Regions from separate parts of the Sus scrofa genome. Here region 2 is linked to region 1. Evidence: chromatin contacts called from public promoter capture Hi-C data. All regions are on one chromosome and are shown on one strand. Each heading gives the region's core, a stretch centred on a gene start, on an enhancer-like site or on the middle of the called end of the contact. The rest is flanking DNA. Distances are from core to core; before and after follow the strand shown.

Region 1 (3,491 bases), core at 717-3,216:
GAGCAACTGGGTTTCTCCTCTCTTATTGGTTCAGATGGATTGAGGTGGCCTCCTGGATGGGTGGGTAGAGAAGGGATTTTGAAGCTGAGGAGGGCAAACTTATGGTGGGGTAAAACTTCTGCAACCGGTTTGAACTTGATGCATTAGCTTTGCTGTGCAAATACCTCCTGCATTAGCTTTGCTGTGCAAATACCAAATCACAACATTTCGGATGCTGCCCTGATATTCTCAGATGGCATGTTCTTTAAGAAAGGATAAGGAGACGTTAAAAACAGTTCTCTGTAAAGCACTTTGTTTATCCCAATGGTAGTCTGGCCTTAGTGTTCATGGCTGGAGGGGGTTGGTTGGGGGCTCTGAGGAATTCATCTGGAGAGTCTGTCAACCAGCCTCCCTCCTTTTGCCTGGCTTGAGCACTCAAGCCATGGACTCATATTTGACACGGATTGGTCAAAAGCTCATGTCACTGGGGAAGTTCCCCTGGTCAGGGGCTTCTCTCTGATGGCCCTCTTTCAGTCTCAAGGGCCTGCTTCTCTGCTTATCTTTTCAAAATCTGGAGTTCTCTAGGGCTCCATTCTCAGCCCATTTCTCGTTTTCTACACTCCCTGATACTCCAGATTTCCTCAGCCTCAGTGCTATTGACAGTAGGGCTGGGTAATTATTGAGTGAGTGGAGGAGTGGGGTTGTCCTGCACACTGTGGGAGGTTTAGTAGTATTTCTGGTCTCCTCCCTCTAGATGCCAATGGCAACTTAACCTCCACTCCACTATGATAATCAAAAATGTCCCTAGATATTGCCAATTGTCCCCTGGGGAATAAAATCACCCTGGGTGGAAAACCACTATTCTACTCTCCTCTCTGGCTTCAGTTACCACCTAGAATCCCGATCCCTAGCCCTGCTGGTCTCTGAAAGTGTTTATCCAACTGTCCCCTGAGTATTTCCACCTGGTATATTCCATGGTCATCTCAGGTCATTTCAAAACCAGTTAATCCTAAACCGAATTCATCTTCTCTCACTCAGGACTGACCTCCCAGTGGCCCAAACCAGAGGCCTCTTCTGAGTCTAAATCCTTCTCTCCCCTTCTCAACTCTTCCACCCTCTGCATTTCTACAACCATGGCCTTAGCTCAGACAGTGTCTCTCATAGGGATTAGGACAGCACCGTCCTGCCCTCTGCCTTGCCCTGCCAGTCTCCACGCCATCGTAGGTGAACTTCCTAATGTATATACCTGATGATGCCCCTCCTGAGCTTTACTTTTATGGATGGTTCCAACAACCCTTGGTATTAATAGCAAATCCTTAAAATGGTTTTCAAGGCCCTGAGTGATCTGGCTTCAGATTACCCTCTGCCTCGTACTTGAACCCCATATCATGCTCATTTTCTCTTGTTCCCCCATCTTTCTCTCATCCAGGGATGCTCTCTCATTCTGCCTCATCCTGGAAAAGCAGATTAAGATGATATAAACTTGGAGACTGAAGGTCTTTTTTTAAAAAGAGTTGCTTCTTTTTTCTTGATTCTACGTTAGTGATCCTAACATCACACAAACATAAATCATAAACCCAGTTTACTTGGTTCTTGATGATCCTTAACTCCCAAACACACAAACCTCTAGGCCTGCAGTATTGAAAAGTGAGGGGTGAGGGGAGCAGTCTCACTGCGAATGTGGCTGAGGTTTGTTCCTGAGTCCTCAGCCCAATGGCAAGGCCCTACTTTCTAGTCCTCTAGGCTCTATAATGAGTGGGAGCTGCCAAACGGCCATGATGAACGAATGCTCTCATTTCTTCGGGAAGAGACTCGTTCTATTTTTAATTTGGAGTTAGAAGTTGAGATTCTTTTGACAAAAAGACAGGGGCACAGCAAATACAGCATCCTTGGTACCCTTAACCTTGAGTTTGTTTCCCAGTGCTGGTTACCTGTTCAAGGTAGCAGAAAAACATATTCCTTCTCATCGCTCCCCCCACCCCCCCCCCCTTTTAAAACGCGGATGTCCTTCAGGATGCTAGTGGCACCACTGCCACTGCATTTCCTGTTGGCAGCAGAGAGCAAGTGAAAACAGAAGCTGCAGCGGGCAGCGGCCCAGGCAGAAACAGCTTCCTCACGATTCACCGGAGCTTTCCCAGGGCCCCGGTCCCGGCTCTCGGGCCTTGCAAGTTCTGATCCCCACAGCTGCAGAGGCCGCCGTCGGGAGGGGCAGCAACTTTGGCGGAGATCGGGTGCGAGAAAGCCGGGCGCGGCGCTGCGCCCAAGCTGCTCAGCGCCCCCTTGGGCTCCGGCTGGTCCTAGGGGGCGGTGGGCGCGGCGCACGGCCATGCCGGGACGCGCTCTCCTCCGCGTGGCCCGGGGGGCCCTGGGTGTCTGGCTGCTAGGGGGCTTCTGGGTCTGGGCGCTGGGCGGCCTCTGCGGCCTGGGGGCAGCGGCGCCGGGAGCCGGGGCTGGGGGCTCACCGAGTGCTCAGCGCCCATGCCAGGCGCCGCAGCAGTGGGAGGGGCGCCAGGTGCTGTACCGGCAGAGCACAGGGCGCTACAGCCGCGCCTTGCTCTCCTACGACGGCCTCAACCAGCGAGTGCGGGTCTTGGACGAGCGGAAGGCGCTGATCCCCTGCAAGAGGTACGTCGACCGCGAAGCTTGGGGGTCCCGGGCGGGTGAGATCGTGGGAGCTGCATTGAGGCGAGGGGTTTCCAGCCACTCGCGGCGCCTCCCTCCCATCAGAGACAAACTTGGCGGAGAGGGCCGCTTGGAGACAGCAAGTCAGAGGCTGGGCCCACCGGGGGCTGCCTGCCGACGGGCACTCAGTAAAACCCATCGGGGCAGTAGCCGTGGGGAAAGAACCCCCAGGCCCACGTTCAAAGGCTGCTGAGTCAGCCTCGCGGCTCCTGGTGCCTCCTTCAGCCTAGGGCGTGTCTTCTGCACTATCTCATCTCTTCCAGGAGCCATCTGTACACAGAATACGTCCGTTTTTTTAAAGAATTTAAAAAAATTTTTTTTAAAGGATCGTGGCAACACTGCCAAAGGTGTGTGGAATCAAAGAAGATAAACTCATTGCCTTGTCACAACCGTTTAAATTTTGGTCTCCTCCCTTAAATTTTCATTTAAGTAAGTTTTACATTTTGTGATCAAAAAGCCTATATTGTCTGTACCCTTTTTATGTAACAGGATCTCTTATGTGTTCTTATTTGCCATTTGATTAGTTGGCCCCTACGGATTTTTGATGGCTGCACATGGAGGGGTTACCCTACAATTTTTTTTTTTTAAACCACTGGTCTGATCATTCACCTTTCTTCATCTGTTGTGACAAAAAGCACTCTCTTTCTGAGATCTCATCCTGCTTCTGACCCCTTTTAGACCTGATTTCTATTTTGGGATCACCACCTGTCAATTCTGCCCTTTCCTGTTTCCCTCTGTGAGTTCCTCCCAGAGTTATGCTGACCTCTCTGTATGGCATTTGCACTATTAAGAGGTACCATGTGAATGTCCCTGGTTTAAGGCTCCAGTGG
Region 2 (3,323 bases), core at 460-2,959, 210 kb after region 1:
AACCTTACGAACATATTACTTAGTGAAAAGAGGCACACAGGAGTATACACTATGTATGGCCATTTATAACCATTCAAAAGCAGGAAAACTAATTTTGGTGATAAAATTCAGAATAGTGGCTATTTCTATGTAGGTTGCAACTACTAAGAAGGAACACAATACTGCTGGTAAATATCTAAAAATCTTGATCTAGGAGGTGGTAACACAAGTGTATTGACTTTGTTACCAAGATACACATTCAGAATTATCACACTTTTTTGCACACGTTATCTCAACAATTTGTCACACACATCAATTTAGAAAATTTTAAAAATTGTATTTCGTTGCTTTTGGCGACAGGGCAGGGAAAGGGGTGCTCATATATTTAGGGTAAGAATGTTAGTTGTAACAGCTACTTATTAGGAACAAATGGTAGGAATCTACGCTGAGATTTAAAATGTGCATATTCTATCCAGAACATTTTCATGTTAGTATCTCTACCCTAGAGAACACTTGGATACAGGTACAAAAAGACACAAACATATGTTGAAGGTAGCAAAGAAGAAGCAAACTACATGTCTGAGAGAAATGGAATCATAGATTAAATCTACTGGTTCTGAGGACTACCAAGCAAATTTAAAAAGAATATGGTAAATTTATACATAGAAATGGAAAGATCTCCAGGATATAATGTCAAATGGGAAAAAAAGTAACATCTACAGATTTATAAATGCGCAGGAACGAGGAGTCATCATATAGGGACCGGTTTGTAGTTACTGCCATTAGCGTAATTTGTGATGTTTAAATTTACAGTGAGGTGTAATTTAGAATTAATAATAGCACTTATAATGTCTTTGGAAGAATGTCCAAGGTCAGCAACACCGACTGAGGCACTGACTCTAATAGGCAAACTGAATGCCTGAGCAACCGGAAGCGGAAGGAAAATGTTCATGATGTAACGTATTCTTTCACATATTTGAACAAGGTAACTGTAGCATCTAATGGGGGGAAAAGTTTACTTAAAATATAAACATAAATTTGAATTAATAATTAAAGGATGCCAATTTTGTGGGAAAACATATACATACTGTGGGGAAAATATGGTTAACTGTGACAATTAAGATAGTGGTGTTAATGCAATAAGAGCACAGAAAAAGTATCCTAAGTGTCGAGGCCTGAAGAGAAATCAAATCTGAGGTGACACCTGAACAGAGAAATCCAATGTCCTACTTTTCATTCCTGAAGAGCTGAGGTGGCCAGGGCCCTGAAATCCAGTCCCATGATTATTTTCCCAGTGCTGTAGCCTAAATCCCCATCAAGAGAATGAAGGAAGGCGGAAGCGGAATCTACGAGGAGGGTTAGGCGCACTCGAGCAAATCGAACTAGCTCTGCGCCCTCAAAGCCAGATTTTTAGATTCCCACTCTTTACTCAGGGCAGGCCAGCCCGCTCCCTCCCGCCTTCCCGCGACCCTTACTGGGTAGTAGATGATTGACAGAGTCATTCACCAATCGCTGACTCTGATACAGGGGCCCAAGCCCCAGCCGGATCTTTGGTCCCTCGGGCAAGATGCGGCCTCTGTGCGTCGACGTCAGCGTGATGACGTCACGGGACGGGTACTCGAGAAGGTCTGGGGGCACCTTTCCGCGGGCGGTGGGTTGTGTGTGGTCCGCAGGGCTAGATTCCCGGTCCCGCCCCGCCCAGCTCCGCCCCTCCGCCCGCAAGGACTCCTGCGGGCACAGTCCGGGAGCCGCTGTCGCCCGGCCAGCCTGAGGCGGCCGGCCGGGAACAACCCGATGAGGTAGGCTGGGTTTCTCGTCTCCCTATTTGACAGATTGGAAAACTGAGTCATCTGGGATCAGATGATTTGCCGGGGGCTTACTGAAGACCCGCTATCGCAGGTCCTAGCCAAGCGTTCGGTTCTGTGTGTTGAGCGTCCCCGTACTCAGGAGGCGGAGGAGGGGCTAGGCAGGCTCTGTTTATAAAGGATACAAAAGTGAAGTTTCAGATTTCAGAGGCCCTTGTCATCCAGGTTTGGGCTGGGTTTCGGGGAGTGGATGCAGGTAGTGAGGTCTTCATTCCTTCACCCTGCGGAACCCAAGGAGTCTTTGGTGGGATCCAGGCCACTGCTGGCCCCGTGGGCCCTCCAGAGTGACAAGAGTGCAGAATAGTGCGTTGATACAGAGGAGGTTTGTTACTGACCTCTTTTATTCATTAAGAAAAGCTGTTTTCAAAACAAAATTTAAAAATTAAAGCACAAGTCACGAATGTTCTGGTTCTGGTTTCAGTTCATTGCTTTGCTCACTCATGGGTATCTGGCCATATTTTGAAATCTCAGGAGCATGCTTATTTTTGGTTTAGGTTTAGAAAGGGATTTTTTTTCTCTCTCTTTAGTTCAAACATGACTTAACATTATGCAACGTTTCTTATCATTCTCAGGGATAATGGGATTATCATTCTCTTAATGTGCCATTTGTTCACCATGTCATTTGTCTTCTGTTTCACAGATGGAATCACTGAATTCATCACTTGACTTAGTTTGAATAAGTTTAGCAAGGTAATAAAGTAACAGGTCACACCTGTGATAAATACTGGAGTTAGTTCAATTTGTTCATCTCAGAGTTCTTTGTTCAGAAGGGTTCTGAAAACTAATTTATATATATTTTTTATATATATATATGAATTATCTATATATAGCCCGTCTACCCATACACTCACAAAACAAAACAACTTATGGTTCTGTTGACTTTATTTATGGACTCTAATAAAGTGGGGCAGGATTCATGCTCAAAGTGAAAACGCATATTGTGCAGTATATGCATCCATATATAATATTTTGTATTGTCATGAAGAATTCATTCTCTTTGAATCTTGCTGTCTCAGACATTGACCTTTTAAGACTGCATTATTGCATAAGATTGCATTATTGCATAAAATTGCATTAAAGAAATGAAATTAAACTGCTTCAGGGGACTTTGCCTTATGTTCACAGCAGGATGGTTATTATCATCTGAATTTATTCTTTGGAACAGTTTATCTGATGAGCGCTTCATCTATGCCATGCTTTGTTTTAGATGTGGGGGATTTAATACTGAAAAATGTAAAGATCCCGGCCTCAAAGACCTTCCATTTTGGTGGAGATACTGTAAATATGTAACAGAAATGACAGTGTTAGATAATAATAAATGCTAGGAAAAAATATTACAGAGTAAGGGGCTGAAATGTGTGTGGGGGAAAATTTATATATGGGTAGTCAGGGAAGACTTCCTTGAGGAAGTTTGAATGAGACCTGAATATTAGAATGAGTCAGCCACTGGGAAGAGCTGCTGGAAGTTTCCAAGCACAA

The links. Promoter capture Hi-C pulls out the DNA fragments that hold promoters and counts their contacts.
Region 2: a contact with region 1 is called in a promoter capture Hi-C map of fetal liver, with 2.4 times the contacts expected there. The contact joins the promoter of STARD3NL here to the promoter of EPDR1 in region 1. A contact is called at or near these places in 1 of 5 promoter capture datasets (fetal liver) and 2 of 47 Hi-C or Micro-C datasets (embryonic fibroblasts and epiblast stem cells).

What each region holds. Positions count from the first base shown.
Region 1 is chr9:108,416,031-108,419,521 of Sscrofa11.1, forward strand. EPDR1 (mammalian ependymin-related protein 1) reads left to right here and starts at 1,967. Exons shown (of 5, transcript XM_021063578.1): 1 at 1,967-2,030; 2 at 2,033-2,274; 3 at 2,276-2,604. The coding sequence starts at 1,982.
Region 2 is chr9:108,629,678-108,633,000 of Sscrofa11.1, forward strand. STARD3NL (STARD3 N-terminal like) reads left to right here and starts at 1,710. Exons shown (of 9, transcript NM_001201385.2): 1 at 1,710-1,778. It overlaps LOC102157670 (a long non-coding RNA gene), which reads right to left and starts at 1,438. Exons shown (of 5, transcript XR_002335915.1): 1 at 1,210-1,438.